2 separate regions of the Gossypium hirsutum genome follow, and region 1 is linked to region 2. A link is a contact called in public Hi-C data. All regions are on one chromosome and are shown on one strand. The core of a region is the stretch at or near the end of the contact, and the rest is flanking DNA. Distances in the headings are between cores, read along the strand shown. Region 1 holds the start of LOC107909957 (putative clathrin assembly protein At1g25240). Region 2 holds the start of LOC107909965 (THO complex subunit 2).

What was found. Hi-C and Micro-C count contacts between places; a contact is called where the count stands out from the background.
Region 1: a Hi-C map of leaf shows a contact between it and region 2, with 2.1 times the contacts expected there. The contact joins the promoter of LOC107909957 here to the promoter of LOC107909965 in region 2. A contact is called at or near these places in 2 of 34 Hi-C or Micro-C datasets (both in leaf).

What each region holds. Positions count from the first base shown.
Region 1 is chrD02:50,585,248-50,588,297 of Gossypium_hirsutum_v2.1, forward strand. LOC107909957 (putative clathrin assembly protein At1g25240) reads left to right here and starts at 1,410. Exons shown (of 3, transcript XM_016837672.2): 1 at 1,410-2,875. The coding sequence starts at 1,801. LOC107909955 (65-kDa microtubule-associated protein 6) reads left to right here. Exons shown (of 12, transcript XM_016837669.2): 9 at 41-114; 10 at 208-282; 11 at 518-879; 12 at 957-1,256. The coding sequence ends at 859.
Region 2 is chrD02:49,759,638-49,762,518 of Gossypium_hirsutum_v2.1, forward strand. LOC107909965 (THO complex subunit 2) reads right to left here and starts at 1,376. Exons shown (of 34, transcript XM_041089366.1): 1 at 917-1,376; 2 at 702-827. The coding sequence starts at 1,051.

The DNA.
Region 1 (3,050 bases), core at 160-2,659, 830 kb after region 2:
ATGTTTGTATTGTTGAGCTAAATAATGGTACCCTTTGCAGCAATTGTGGATAATCTGATCAACAGAACGTTAGCTTGGGAAGAAGAAAAAAGGGCATTGTTTCTATATGATGGGGTCAGTAGTTCTGTAAACTTGCACAATCATTGTCGTTTGGAATTGTTTCTGAATAAGCTTGTTCCTAAACATGACATACTTGTATGCATATAGGAGCGACTGGTGTCGATACTGGAGGACTACAAGCTGACAAGGAAACAAAGAGAGGAGGAAAAGAAGAGATGCAGGGTAATTTTAATATGTTTTTTGCTTCTGCAAATATTATTGCCGAGTTATCTGAACCTTTTAGCCCTTTGGTACCTTGTCCATTTTCCTTTCTTTTCTCATCTCCTTTTCAACTTGCTTAAAGCGACTTTTTATATGATGAATGGCATTTCCAAGCAGGCCATATATTGAATGTGTGCATTGATCTCTACGACTTATACATGCATAAAAACAATATCTTTTCTATTCCATTTTGCAGGACCAAAAGAAGATTCAAGATCTGCTCCTGACAGAGAGAGAAGCCATTTATGGGTCAAAACCTAGTCCAAGGAAAAGTAACAGCTTCAGAAAGACAAATGGTTATCGAGCAAATGGAAATGGATCCATGACTCCCAGTACACCTCGTCGGAACTCGGTGGGTGGAGCAACTCCCGAGCTACTTACACCACGTTCATATTTGGGGCGTCAAAATGGCTACTTCAAGGAAATGAGAAGGTTGTCTACAGCACCTATAAACTTTGTGGCCATATCAAAGGAAGATACAGTATCTACATACACTTCAGTATGTGATTCGGAGCTCGGGTCTCCACCACATAGCTGAAGTTTAGAAATCCAGAAGTGGTATGTTTTGCCTACGCCATTGAACCTCTTCTGTTAATGTTGTTCACACGCTTAAAACAATTTTTGTTCAATCACAGGAAGAGGATAGGATCATATAGTTGCAATAAGTGTAGACTGGATTAATAGCAGCAGAACCGTGTGTTGTGAATATACGAAAGAAAGGGTATGGATAGATTAGTGTACGGATTGTGAATTGGTAGGAGTCGGACAGGTGACTGACTTTTGTGGGTGTTCGCATGGAAATGATGTTATTTGCCATTGCGGAGAGGGAGAAAAGAAGAAACCAGTTTGAAAATTGTGTTTAACTTGTTTTTGTGTGGTGTTACATGTACTGATAATATTGATAGTAGTAGTATTACTGGATTTTTTTGCTTGAATGTACGTGTACATGCTTGAATGTATGTTTGCAATGTATATACATGTACTCTAGTATGATCATCATTATATTATCATCCATGTTTGTTCAAAATTTCTTATGTCAAGTAAGCATTTTTAACACCACTTCACCAATTTCATAATTCATGTATACACAGTTGAAATTTAACTTCCTTTTTTTTTTTTTTGTACAACACCGAGTTTAGCAAGTTCCAACCAGATAATTCACATGCAAGTGATTTTTATTTTTATTTTTTAACATCTAATCATAGTCTATGAAATTAGCCATTTGTTCCCAAAATAGAAATGCGTAAAGAGAAACAACTATAAACTTGTCCGAAGATATATGCTAACAAATGGCAAATACAGGCAGACATGGCTAAATCACAGCTTAGTTTTCTATCCAGTCGTAGGCCGTCGGTTTTGGGTTTGTTGAAGCAAAATTTTGTATTAAGAAAAAAACAAAAACAAAAAGAGGGGCTTCAGGACCACCTCTGACAAACCCGCTGCTTTGTAAGGGCGACGGAGGGTTGAGGTCGAAGAAACATGAAGCTATGGAAGAGGGCCGTTGGTGCTGTCAAAGATAAGAACAGCATAGTGGTGGTCTATATTTCCAGAAGGAATTCCTTTAGGAACCCTGAACTTGAGGCTGCCATTATAAAGGCCACAAGTCACGATGAATTACACATTGATAAAAGGAGTGCGCAGGTTGTGTTTTCGTGGATTCGAGCGTCGCCCGTTAGCCTAGGTCCTCTTATATGGGCCTTGTCTAGGAGGATGGAGAAGACTCGGAGTTGGGTGGTGGCCATTAAAGGGTTGATGCTCATGCATGGCATTTTCCATTGTAAGGCACCAGTGGTTCAAATGATGCAGCGTTTACCCTTTGATCTTTCCACTTTCAGCGATGGACATTCCAAGCCCAGCAAAACCTGGGGTTTCAATAGTATCATCCGTGAGTACTTTGCGTTTCTAGATCAAAGAGCTGCCATTTTTTTAGAGCAAGATAATCAGAACAACAACAACAAAGTCGAGGAGCGTTTGTTGTTGGTGCAACAGCTTTTGAAATTGGAGAAATGGCAATCTTTGCTTGATTTGTTGCTTCAAATTAGGCCTCGAGCGGAGAATATGAAGGTTAGGCTGATTATGGAAGCCATGGATTGTGTGATCATTGAGATATACGATGTTTACGGTATAATCTGCAACGAGATTGCCAAGATTTTGTTGAAAATATATTCCGTAAGCAAACATGAAGCGGCAATGGCGCTTAGGGTTCTTCAAAAGGCAATGAAACAGAGTGAAGAGCTTTCTCTCTTCTTCGAGTTCTGCAAGGAATATGGCGTCCTAAACGCCACCGAACTCCCCACCGTTACTCGGATCCCTGATGAAGACGTTGAAGAACTTGAGAGGATAATGAATGGGGTTTCAGTTCCAGAGAAGACGATCAATTACAAGGAGGGTTTCGAGGAAATGAACCAAATGGAAATGACAGCAGTTGTGGAAGAATACACAAGGGGAACTTTGAGGACGATAATTACAGACAAATGGGTGGTTTTCGAGGAAAACGATGAACAACAGTATGGTTTCTCTAATGAAACCAAAATAGTAGCAGAAGATGATGCTGGTAAAGATCATCTACTACTACCTCTTGTACCCATTAACAATTTACCTGTTTATAATCCTTATGAGCTACCAGATTTAATTAGCTTTTAGCAGTTGGAACATTCCTTCATTTGGTTTCTAGCTTTGATCTCAACAACATTCAATCAATTCTTTTTGGATTACTTTATTATAAAGAA
Region 2 (2,881 bases), core at 126-2,625:
AACAGAAAGCTTCAATTTTTAAATAAAAGTTCTATTTTCCAGAAGGGGATTCATGCAGTTACTAAATAATGCATAGTGCAATAGTCAAAAGAAGGTACATAATAAGAAAGGAATAGATACATCGTAGACAGGTAGATTCATCAAGGGGTTCTCTATATTTTCTAACAACAGTTTTCCATGAAACAGATAGACCCTTATATTCTAAGAATTTTCAATTAGGATTAGAGTTGGCCTAACAAGATAAGTTGAAAAATAGATACCACTTTAGCGAAAATGTGACAGTAGCAAAACCATAGGCAATAGCAAGGAAAAGCATTGTTGTGACCTATAAAACCTTAGCACAGAAATTAAAGAAGAGCATAAAGTTTTCCTTTTGTGGGGTCTGCTTAATGAATCATACTAACACTTTTTCTCTATCCAGGAGCATTTCTTGAGTAAACTTGAATTCACCCATGTTTAATCCTCAACTAAACAAAATTAAGGACTCAAGCTTTAGAATTACAATATAACTGACCCGCCATTCTAAATATGCTTAGAAACAATGAAGAGTGGATTCAACAATGATCCAAGTTGGATAGAAAAACTCCTTAGTTGCATTTGCTAACTAAAACAAAAGCAAGTCTCCACCTTCAATTTTTTCCCTATTTCTACCTACTTATTAAAAATGCTTCAATTTATCTTCGGCAAAAAGAAAAACTCACGTCTTGAGCCATTTGCGTGACGATATCAGCAAAGCAGGAGGCAAACTCATCCTCCGACACTCTCTCTGTAAACTCTACGGCATCCAAGACCGCTTTACACTTCTGGAATGGCAATTCCCCGCGCACCTATCAAACGGCAGTAACAAATTCTCAACTAAAAGAATATACACACATAAAAATTTAACAAACTGACCCCAAAAAAGAAAAGCAAATACCATGGCCCAGGAGAGCTCGTAGAGAAAGCGAAGCATGGGAACAGGTGAAGAGAATGAGAAGTTAGAGTTTCCATTTTTGCTCTCGCGAATGATTTCCTCTGTCACGTATATACACTCTATAGGAGGGAGAGACATTTCTGTTCTTTTTTGTGTTCTTTTCCTTTATTTTTAATTTTTGTTTTCCACAAACCCTAGAGATTAAAGGAAAGGGTTGGGGTTTGAGATCGCAGAGAGAAAGAGGAGGGATACGGGAGTGGCTGGAAGGTAATTAAATGGGCTTTTCATGGGGGATGTGAATGATGAGAAACCAAAATAAAAACGAGAGGGTCTTCTTAGGGTTTCCGTGATATGAATGAAGAATATGATTGATCTGTGTGTTATGGTTTTGAGGAATGGATTTCCGAGATGATAATGATTCGTCCGGTTTAGGACTTCTTATTGTTTGGGCTGCATCACCATAGCCCGGCTCGATCCAAACCCTGCTTAAACCATACACATCATATTGAGCTGTAAGTCTCAACTCAGAGTTTATGGCCGGGTCAGGCCATAATCCGGTTTAAAATTTCAAGGTTTTTATTACACAAAATATTACCTTATTACATCAGATATAGTAATATTTTGTGTAAAACACATTATCAAGTTACACAATTTCGTAAAACTTACGTAATATTTTGAGTGATTATACAATAAGCTACCTTTTTACTTTAATTATTACTGTTAATGTTTGTGCTATTACATAACCTCGTTACACTAATTTAAAATCTTGTAATGTTTTGTGTAACACCATTTATAGAATACATTCCTCAATGTTAAGGTAAGTATTTTAAGTGGTTGCTATGTATAAATGAAAGTGCTCATTTTTATCACCACTACGATAGATTACTACTTGCTATATTTGGAGTTGACAATTTATTATAACAAAATATTTGGGTTATGCTAATATTATGGAATTATTCGAGCCCGTCAATGAAGATCAATTCATTTGGAGAAATATATCTTAAGGATTGGATCCAATTGATCGTGCCAAATCCCTTAGATTAAGGGTGTTAGATTGGGACAAAACGTAAATACTTATCTTCCAACAGTCCACATGTCACACCCAGTTTTAATTAAGTCTTAAAATCAAGAAAGATTGGGAGTTAATTGAAAGAATTTGTAGGTTCGCTGGACTCTACTGAAAAATCTGGAAATTCTAGTGGCTAAATGGTAAATAGTTAGATCTCAATTTTAGTTTAGTTAAGTTGGAACCAGCTGGTTCCTTAGTGGGAGGCATAATGATTATTGATGGATGGTTATTTGGGGCTTTGGTGACCATGCGTGGAAAGAGGCCATATATATTTACAGGTAGAATTCTTCTCATTTTTGTTTTATTTTCTTCTCTTCTGCATTGTCTTCTTTGGTTGCTCCGAAGAAGAGAAAGTTGAGGAAAGCTCTGCATGAGGCAGTGATCGTGAGGTTTAAGCCCGAAAAGTAGATAATCCGGTGAGCTGGTAAGCTTCTTAATCTTTTTGTATTTGTGAATTTGAGAAAATAGAGAAGTAAGGAATTTTGAAATCTTTGAGAAAACTTTTGATTGATACTGGATTCTGGATTTTTAAGTTTGAATATCGCCGGTTTAATTGGCATATGGGTTGTCGTGCTTAGCTTCCAAGACGAATGAGGTATGGCGTTTGAAAAAGCTAAGCTGGTGAGGACAAAAGATAGCAGGTGAGTTTCTGTACTCCATTATTTGGGTGGTATTCTGGGTTGTTTTGTTTGATGTGTTGTTTGTGTTATTTACTGAATTTGGTCGGACTCTATGACTATGAATGAATATTGTTGTCTGGGATTGTATGGAGATTATATGCATGCATAGGTCTGTGCAAGTATGAAAGTTGTAAGAATGTTACGGTTAAACGAGTATAGTCGTATGTTAAATGAAATGTGGCGTACTGCATGATATGGTATGAATAAATTGCATTGCTT